Linked DNA regions of Mus musculus: region 1 is linked to region 2. Evidence: chromatin contacts called from public promoter capture Hi-C data. All regions are on one chromosome and are shown on one strand. The core of a region is the stretch at or near the end of the contact, and the rest is flanking DNA. Distances in the headings are between cores, read along the strand shown. Region 1 overlaps Dip2c (disco interacting protein 2 homolog C). Region 2 has its middle 89 kb from the start of Larp4b.

What was found. Promoter capture Hi-C pulls out the DNA fragments that hold promoters and counts their contacts.
Region 1: a promoter capture Hi-C map of neural stem cells shows a contact between it and region 2. The contact joins two enhancer-like sites. A contact is called at or near these places in 1 of 39 promoter capture datasets (neural stem cells), 8 of 484 Hi-C or Micro-C datasets (CD4 T cells, embryonic stem cells, granulosa cells and 4 more), 3 of 115 datasets of contacts at active chromatin or transcription factors (bone marrow-derived macrophages, embryonic stem cells and kidney) and 1 of 9 other capture datasets (embryonic stem cells).

The regions. Positions count from the first base shown.
Region 1 is chr13:9,386,971-9,391,938 of GRCm38.p6, forward strand. The region is part of intron 1 of Dip2c (disco interacting protein 2 homolog C); the gene reads left to right. It also overlaps the pseudogene Gm19191. Among named protein-coding and RNA genes, the nearest start is that of Dip2c, 110 kb to the left of the region's middle. Within about 2 kb of position 3,626, at least 10 of the 459 cell types and tissues checked have an H3K27ac peak or open chromatin away from gene starts, as enhancers often do. A contact at or near this core is called in granulosa cells and neural stem cells, where this site is marked.
Region 2 is chr13:9,180,282-9,185,002 of GRCm38.p6, forward strand. No RefSeq gene overlaps it. Among named protein-coding and RNA genes, the nearest start is that of Larp4b, 89 kb to the left of the region's middle. Within about 2 kb of position 1,775, at least 30 of the 459 cell types and tissues checked have an H3K27ac peak or open chromatin away from gene starts, as enhancers often do. A contact at or near this core is called in granulosa cells and neural stem cells, where this site is marked.

The sequences.
Region 1 (4,968 bases), core at 2,376-4,875, 210 kb after region 2:
CTCTGGATTGAGAACGACATCTAAGTCCTCTTCTTTCACTCACTCTTGTGGGTTTGCTATTTTGTGCACTAGAAAAAGTAGACCTGATTCTGTCTCTTTCTTCAGACTTTCCACTGGTGAGCTCTGTCCCAAGGCTGGGTAGAGAGGCATGCCACTTCTCAGGGTCCCAGACACAATCACTGTCATTTTTTTTTTTTTTTTTTTTTCAGAGAGGCATGATGGCCTCTGCTTGGAGTATGGACGCTCTTTTATATCCAAGAGCTCGTCTTTCGTATAGCGATGGGGGGATTTGGAGGTGGGCAGTTTCTTCAGGTCAAGAAAAGCATCTCCATTTTCTATTTCATCCACACTTCTCTTCTTCATGGCTTCTTGGTATACATTTTTTTTTTTTGCACCTTTAATTATCTTTAATACAAAGGGAAACCAAAATAGTCACTGCCACCCACGAGAATTGGCCAGGCAGTGGTGGTGGTGGTGAAGTTTCCTGGAATAGAGGTAGGACTAGTTGGGCTGCTGGAAAGTGCCTGTCACTTATGAACGGATCGCACCAGCTACTCTACTCCTTTACCCCAGTGTAAGGGGCTGGGAAACTGAGTGTACCTCTCTCAGCCGGCCACACTTGCGGCCACTGGTCATCTCTGGGAAACTCTGCTCCTTAAACGAACCCCTAGTCCCTCACCCAGACCCCGGGTTAGAGGCTCCTCCCGAAGTAGGGCAGGGACTGTACTTACCGAGGGAGGCGGGCCATAGGCCGCCCACGAGCCTCTGCTCCCCATCTCCCGCGCGCCCTGCTGCCCGTGCCCGCGCTTCTGGGGCAGCGCGCCTGTGCTTGCACTCTGGCCAGGGCCCAAGCTTGCGGTACCCTTGCTCCGAGCGCCCGCGGACGGCGTCCCTGCGCCTCTGTCACCGTGTCCCCTGATGCCTGCTCCAATGTCAAATTGTGTCTCTTCTTTTTTGAAAGAAGATAATGTTTTATGGTTAAAGGGGCACATATCCAATAGATCTCATATCGCTTACTGCTTTCTCCTCCAGGGGAGAATCTTGTGACATGGGTGGAGGGAATTCCAAACCCATGGAAATCATTTCCAGTCTCAAACAAGCTTAAGTGAGTCAAGGAGAGACTAACAGGCACTTAATGAAAACTTGAGTGATCAGTTTGCCTGGAAGACACAGCTCCCCTGGGTGTTAGGTCCGATGCTGATGGGATGAGGAAGTAGAACGAGGAAGTGCAGAAGCTGTTGAGTAGATAATTTCTAGGCTGGTGTGCCAGTTATTTTTCTGTTGCTGAGGTGATATATCATAGGGAAAACAATTTATAAAAAGTGTTTAATTTGGCTTAAGGTTTCAAAGGGTTAGAGTCCATGATGGGGTTCAGAGGCAGTGACTAAAAAGCTGAGAGCTCATGTCTTGATCTACAATCATAAGGATGAGAATGCACATGTAAATGAGCACTGGGATTAGCACAAGTCTTTTGAAACCTCAAAGCCTTCCCTCAACACCTCCTCCAACAAGGCTACGCCTCTAATCTTTCCCAGTCCGTCCCACCAAATGGGGACTAAATATTGAACTATATGAGCCTATGGGGTCATTCTTATCCAAACCACCACAGCTAGTGTGCATGCCCATGTGTGTGTAATGCTTGTCTTATCCCTGTGTTTCAATATATGTGTGCTTGAGTGTTTCTAGAGGACTCTCCCATGCTTGCTGTAACATTGACCAGCAAATGAACAAAAAAGCTGAATCTTGTTAAATAAAAGCACCCCAATATTGGTGTCTTATAGTTAAACCCATCTTGTCTACATCTATGCTGCTTACAAAAAGGGTAGTAGTCTTACAACTGTGATGACTGACAGTTTTCTCCTACAGCCCTGAGATGCAACAGAGCATCACGGGTGTGTTCTTTGTCAGCCTGTGGTATATTTGAGGGTCTGAAATGCAAGCATTCATGTGCACATGTGAGCAGGTGGGTGCTTGTGCATATGTGCATCTATATGCAAGGGTCCTTCTGCCATATTGGCTGAGACATTGAAGCCACCACACAGAGAGAAGTGACTCTTTAGCCATTTGAAGATAAAGAAGGGTTCAGGTGGATGCAGCCTTTGCCTTTGTGAGTACACTGATGATTCTGGGGTGGATGGTACTTCTTTGTGCAAAAGGGACCTAGAATGCATGGGGAGGAAATGCTGAGTTACCAACTTGGGTCGGGGTGGAAGGGTGGTCTCTAAATGAATGTATTATTTTTCTACCTTCTAAGAGTCGCTCTGCCTGACACCCACCCCCTCTGTCTGATTAGTACTCTCTGCTTATTCCACCGAAAGAAAAACTGGTTAGGTTGCAGGCTTGGAGATTATTTGGAACCTGTCATATGACAGGTAGAGATGTTCCTGACCACCCTAAACATTTCAAAAAGGGAATACTTTAACGTAATTTTTTCTTTTAGAGATGATCATAACTGTCCTATCTTATTCTGTCTGAATAGTTGATCTTGGTTGGTAACTAGGTGGGTGTATAGTTGTTGGGAAGCATCTGCAAGCAGGTACAGTACCAATAGTAACCACTATGGGTGCTGTGGCAACATATCTTTCTCATTTACTGAGATATGCTAGGCAGTAACCAACCCAGGCCTGGTATCCTAGACTTTATCCCAAAGCAGCTTCATATTGCTTGTCCTCTCAAGGCTGTGTTCTTCTTGTCTTAGAGCAGGAAAAACTAAACTGTGTAGCTTTTGCAGAAGGTCAGCTATCTGTGGACATGAGTGTGGGCTTTGTAGATGTGTGTGTTGTATGTTTGTGTTCTCTCTCTCTCACTCACTCACTCACACACACACACACACACACACACACACACACACTCACTCACTTGTTACCATGATGTCTTGAAAACTCAGAGTATTGTGCTGGCAGCGTTTTTGTAATTATTGTGGTGATGATATAGTAGGAGTGAGTTCATTTACCAAGGGGCTGACTGTGGATCAGCAGTGAGCTGTTTTCCATACATGTACCCAGCATCTTGTATGGAGAAGCCCATAGAAATAGATGTTACCCTCATTTACTTACTTAGAAAGTGAGGTTAGGGAGAAACTTACAAACAAGTCAAAGACCACCCAATAAAGCAGTGGACCAGCTAGGTCTCATCCATGCCTCTTTTGCTGTCTACTACATGCTTTTGAGCCACAGTCCTGTCTAACTTCTTGTGAAGTTGTGTGTACACTAAAATTCAAGTGTTTAAAATCACTGGTAAATTTACCACTTAAGGGGATGTAAATAAATCTTTTTTAAAAAGTATCATTTTTAAAAGTAACATCATACGGAATAAATTGCCTTTCATTTAAGTACTGAATAAGCACTTGGCAGTAATTTATTCTCGTAAACTTTTCCTTTGTTATCCCTCAGTAGATACTGTGGAAATACTTGTAATGCTAATGATGAAGCCCTTTTCCTCACTTGGAGTACTTGCCTGTAAATTGACCCTGCAACCCCATACGGTTGAAACCAGATTCCTTAATTAACCTTAACATGAGTGATCAGAGAAATCATTAATTAATGCATGCGATTACATTCTTGGCACATGGATACTGTTCTAAGAAAGAGGAAGTTGTTTAACTTGTTTTAATATGAATGAGAGTGATTAGCTTATCCAAGGTCAGATGAGTCACTGGGAAGAAGATGGTATTTGAAAGGCTAAGCTGAGCACAGCCACAAGATTTTTCTGGTTTAAAACAAAAGGTGTTGAGATGATGAGGGTGGATGGAGTATAAACAAAAGGGCCTGCGTCATAAAAGAGGATATAAAGCCCCTCCCCTCCTTCCAACCCTGTGTGTGTGTGTGTGTGTGTGTGTGTGTGTGTGTGTGTGTGGTGTGCGATTGAAAGTATGTATTAGGGCTCTCTAGGAATAAAGAGTGATAAAATGAGAAAAATCTCTCTCTCTCTCTGTCTCTGTCTCTGTCTCTGTCTCTCTGTCTCTCTCTCACACACACACCCATAAGATGTATTAGAGTGATTTATAGGTTGTCATCCAGCTAAATCCAACAATGACTGCCAATTGATAAGAAAGGGCAGAACATCTGGTGGTAGTTCAGTCCACAAGGATGGGATATCCTGGCTGGCTTTCAGTGTTGGAATCCTAAAGAAGTAGGTTCTAGCTGGGCAGTGGTGGCACACGCCTTTAATCCCAGCACTCGGGAGGCAGAGGCAGGCGGATTTCAGAGTTCGAGGCCAGCCTGGTCTACAGAGTGAGTTCCAGGACAGCCTGGGCTACACGGAGAAACCCTGTCTTGAAAAACCAAAAAACCAAAACCAACAAAACAATAACAACAAAAAAGGAGGTTCTAATACTAGTAAAGGAATGCTCTGGTAATAGATGAGCTTGGCAGAGTGTGAGGGCCAGGAGGAAAGGGCAAAGCTTTTTTTCTTCCATGTCCTTTTGTGTAGACTGCCACCAAAAGATGTGGCCCAGATTTACGGTGGGTCTTCTTACTTCAAATGATACAATCAAGAAAATCCTTCCCAGGCATGTCCAGATGCTTGGATTTTAGTTGACTCCACTGCTGTCAATTTAGGATTACTAAGATTAGCTCTCCCAGGTGCAAAGCTCAATCCTCCGTGGCTTTAGAGTGGTCACTCTAACTGTATAGATGTTCACTAAGATGTGCAGTTTGTCACTTGGAAATGTTTGAGTGTCTACTTTAATCTAGCTTTGTGTATTTTATTTGTGAACTTGTTCCAACAAAGTGATTAAATTTAATAAAGGAATGAAACTTAGTGATTTAGCAAAAGAAAAAAATTTAAGAGGAGGAGTTTGACTAGTTGTTACAAAAATAACTCATTTATTTAATGTAAATATTAAATCACTTCTTCCAAATTGTCATCTTTGGAATTGGCAAACTTTGTGTTTTGCCTCTCCTGAAGTCCTGGCTGTGGTGTCTCCTTGGGAAGCTGTTTTGGTTCCTCTTTCCCTCTCTGCAGGGT
Region 2 (4,721 bases), core at 525-3,024:
CATCTACTATCTTCTCCTAGTGTGTGAGGTATTCACGGTGTTGTGGTGAGAATATGAAATTCTCCTTTAGGGTCATTTCTTTGAACAGTACCCTGAGGGTGGTGGTTTTGGAGCCTTTAGGAGGCGGAGCTTCACTGGAGGAAGTAGGTTAAACTAGGAGCAGGCCTGGAGGTTTAAGCCTCCCTCCTTGTTCTCCGTCAGCTTCCTAACTGTTACCGGTATGACCGCTGCTTCCTGCTCCTGTGGCCGGGACTTCCCCGCCACCATGGACTGTATCGCCATTGAGCTTTAACTGGAGATCAACCCTCATGTTCCTAGCTTATGCTCTCGTTTCCAGGCAGCGTGGATTCCAGCCCAAGGAACAGTACTGCCCACATTTAGGACAATAACAATCGGTGCAGTCAATGCAGTCTAGAGACTTCCTTACAGACGCACCCAAAGCTCTCTCTCCTGGGTGGTTGTAGGTCCTGTCAAGTTGAAATAGAGATTTAATGGTATTCTTGACTAGACTAAGTAAACAAAATATTGTTTCCCATATATAGAGGATTGTCATGGTTAAGGAGCATGGGGTTCTAAAGTCCAGAGAGCCCCCTGATACCTGCAGTGTCTGCTCGTGCATCTGAGGTCAAGGAAAAAAATGGGTTAACGCCACCGAAAGCATCCACAAATTGTTTTTTAGAATCGGGGAAACCGGGTCTCACTCCTCTTAGACACACAAGGAGGTAGGTTCATCTCCAGTGGCAACCACAGAGTCCCTAAAGGGCCTGTGAGGGTAGGGACTCTTTCAGTGAAGCGCTCCCATGGGACAGAGGCCACCTTGATGACAAGGGATCGCCCAGCCAGAGTGGTCTGCAACACAGCCCCCAGCGTGGCATCTATGCTCACTGTCAGATGCACAGCAAAGCAAATGTCCTGCGTGTCAGATATGTGGTGATCACATGCTGCTCACACTGTTCCCTCGTGCTTTGGAAATTTCCGGAGTCAGCTCTGCCTCAGTGCCTCAGGACCTCTCCCTAACCTCAGGTCAGGACTCCAATAAACAGGCAGAGAGAGAGCAAAGGGCCCAGCCTCCCACTTCCTGCCTCCTTGACTATTTGCCCAGCCTAGGTCAGGTAGCCAAAGACCCATTTGTTGCTGTTTGTTAAGTTCAGCCAAAGCTTGTAATGAGGCTCAGTAGGGTTAAACTCTGTACTGTGATATAAACAGCACGAGCCCTGTGTACAAGTGTGCTCATCCCAGTAAAACATAGAAAATGCTGGTGAAATTAATGTCAAAAGACCTTATTTGATTTGGCAGGCTGAAATACAGCGATTCCAACATGCATTGGTATAAAACAGGTCCCGTTTTTTTTCTTAATGTTGCTGGGTTTTGTTTATTTAGTTGGTTGGTTGGGTGTTTTGTTTTTTGTTTTTGTTTGTTTTTTGTTTGTTTTAAGACAAAGTCTCATGTATCCCAGACTGGCTTCTAACTCACTATGTAATTAAACATGACCTTGAACTTCAAATCTCCCTGCTTCCAGATCCTGAGTACTGCAATTATAGACTTGGAAGCTGTGTGTGGTCCTGGGGACTCAACCCAGGGCTTCATGAATGCTAGGCGAGCATGTTATACCACTGAGTTATACCCCTCCTACAGCACCAGCCCAGAACAGTTTTTATTCTTTTAATTTTTTTCTAACACTGAAAACGTTTGAAATCTCTGGTGTATATAGAAACTTAAAGGACTTGATTTCTAAAGGTCCGCGTCCTGACGATGCAGTGTAGGACTCACCACCACACGGGGGTGCTCGATCCTCACCCTAAAGCACTCGAGGGAAGTCCCTTTGTTTGCAGCAAGAGAAGGTAGGAGGATCTCTTTTGTACTCTTGTTTAAAAGGCAAAGACACCGAGCTTGGTCTTGAGACAGCTTCATCCTTTTCCTCCTGGTGCTTGTAGAAGAAATTTGGCGAGAGTTCTTCAGAGACTGCCGGAGACCCTACTGCTCATGGATGTGAATATTTAGATAGATTAGATAGACAGACAGATAGATATAGACAGACAGACGGGTAGGTAGGTAGGTAGGATATATACACAAATATGTGATATATTTACATATATGTGATTTGTTCTTATTTTTAAGTTGAAAACATATCGTTTCATGCAATCTATTCAGACGACAGGTTTTCCCTCTGTCATTTTCTCCTCGGCTCTTCCCACCTTCGGGTGGCTTGGCCCTGGTCTTCTAAAGCCATTTCTCCTTTTTTTCAGGGCTACCCTGATGCCCAACTCATCTGCTCACACATCTTTCTTTCTCCCTTTAGAAAGCAAACAACAAACAAGCCTGATGGTGGTGGCCTTTAATCCCAGCACTCAGGAGGCAGAGGCAGGTGAATTTCTGAGTTCAAGGCCAGTCTTGTCCAGAACAGTCAGGACTACAAAGAGAAACCCCTGTCTTCATAAACAACAAACAAACAAACAAACAAAAGCCAAGAAACACAAACCCCATAAAAAAAACACAAAATTGGAAATCATAATAAACGAGCAAAAGACTAGTAAAAAAAAAGAAAGAGAGAAAGAGAAAGTGAGAGAGAGAAAGGAAGGAAGGAAGGAAAAGAAAGAAAGAAAGAAAGAAAGAAAGAGAAAAGAGAAAAGAGAAAAGAAAAGAAAAGAAAAAAGAAAAGAGAGAAAGAGGGGCTGGAGAGATGGCTCAGCAGTTAAGAGCACTGACTGCTCTTCCAGGGGTCCTGAGTTCAATTCACAGCAAACACATGGTGGCTCATAACTATCTGTAATGGGATCTGATGCCTTTTTCTGTTATGTCTGAAGACAGCGACACTGTACTCATATTCATAAAGTAAATAAATAAATCTTTAAAAAAGAGAGAGGAAGGAAGGAAGGAAGGAAGGAAGGAAGGAAGGAAGGAAGGAAGGAAGGAAAGAAGGAAAGAAGGAAAGAAGGAAGGAAGAAGAAATCCAAACAAAGAATATGGGGGCAGGGGGGACCAACCAACCAAAAACTCTACAAAGATACCATTGAGTTTGTTTTGTGTTGGCCTTGGCATGGGGTGTGTATGCCCAGTGAGATGCAGTTGGAGCAAACAAATCTTTCCTTTGCAAATTATTGTCAGTTTGAGATCGCTTCTTGGTTATGGGTGGGAGCACATGCCTGTTTTCCCCTCAGCCCTGGTGTCCTATCTAGCTGACGCAGTCTGTGAGTTCTTGTGTGCTTCAGTCCTGTTGTGTCTGGAACTGCCCCAGGCATGGGGTTCCATCCCATGGCATGAGCCTTCAGTACAGTCAGATACTGAGTGATCAGTTATTCTCACATATTTTTTTTTTCTACTATTACACATATCACAGGCAGGTCACTGCCTCAGATGACAGGGTTTGTAGCTGGGTTGGTGTTTAGCTCTCTTCTCTGGTAGTGTGCAGAGCACCTTCCAGTACTGTGAACACCAGTTAGTAGGGATGTAAACTCTAGTTGGGTGCCAGCTCGACTTCCCCATGGTCACTGAGAAATATATTGCAGTCTTCAGCAATAAGGCTTACTGTCACTTTGTAATTCTATATGGTATAGAAATGTATCATTCTTGCTGTGCCTATGTCGCGCCCGGCAAGGAAGCCACAACACGGTCAGATTCGTCTCAACAGCCTTTATTGCAGGATCGCCTCGATGCTGCTACGGGGACTCCGGGCACCCAGGGAGGTCTGCTTATATGCACCCGAGCACAGGGAAAGGCTTCATGTCCTCCTGGGATAGGTTGAACTGCTGTCACCTAATTAGCATGTACCCGCTCGGGAGGGGTTGGCGCCAGACTCGGGCTTACACCTGCACTGATGTTGTTTATGACAACGGCATACCGGAAACCGGTGCCATCTTAGAGTTGGCTTCCTACACCTATGGGTGGTTTGGCCCTGGTATTCTAAAGCCATTTCTCCTTTCTTTCAAGGCTACCTTGATGCCCAGCTCTGCTCAGATCCGAGTAGGACTCTACCCGCAACGGCCACTCCCCTCACTGGAGTAGCATTTATACAAGAGATGCCTGTACATTCGCTGACAAGAAACCCAGGACCTGTTGCTTTGAACTAAGTGTGGGATGGGTTGTTGAGTTGGGAAGGAGGGGACCTGACCTCAGCAGCTTCATGGCACGTTGTCAGGGCCCAGGGGCCACAGCTGTGCACCTGAGAACAAAGCCGGCAACTTCCTCCAAACAGGGTGAGTGCTCTGCAGGTCATAGCTGCACCCGGGCCTTTGGCCTTTTGCCCAGACCCGAATCACCTGGAGTTTCATCCGAAGGCCTCTGCTGAGCTGACTTTGAGAAGTAAAGACACTATTGTTCAATATGGCAAGGTGGTATCCCATCAAATCTGTTCTGATGCCTGCACCTATGATGAGCACACACACACACACACACACACACAGAGGCTAGCATATGCAGGGCTGGGCAGAGAGCTGTGTGTACCCTCAAGGCACCCATTTCCAGGGCCAGCAGCTTTTCCCAAATCCAGATCTGCCTGTGACTCAGTGTATCAATCTCCAGGGGACACTTTACACTATTGGGTGTTGGGCCCACTATCAAGGGGTTTTGACCCTATTGGTTCTGATGGGGCCACATTTACATGTCCCAGAAGTACAGCAGCAGAGGACATTCCTCACCTGCCTGTGTCTGACACCACCAGCAGCATTCCAGGGTCCAGGGTCCTCCAGGCTTCCTGAGGTAACTCAGTACGTCTCAAAGTAGAG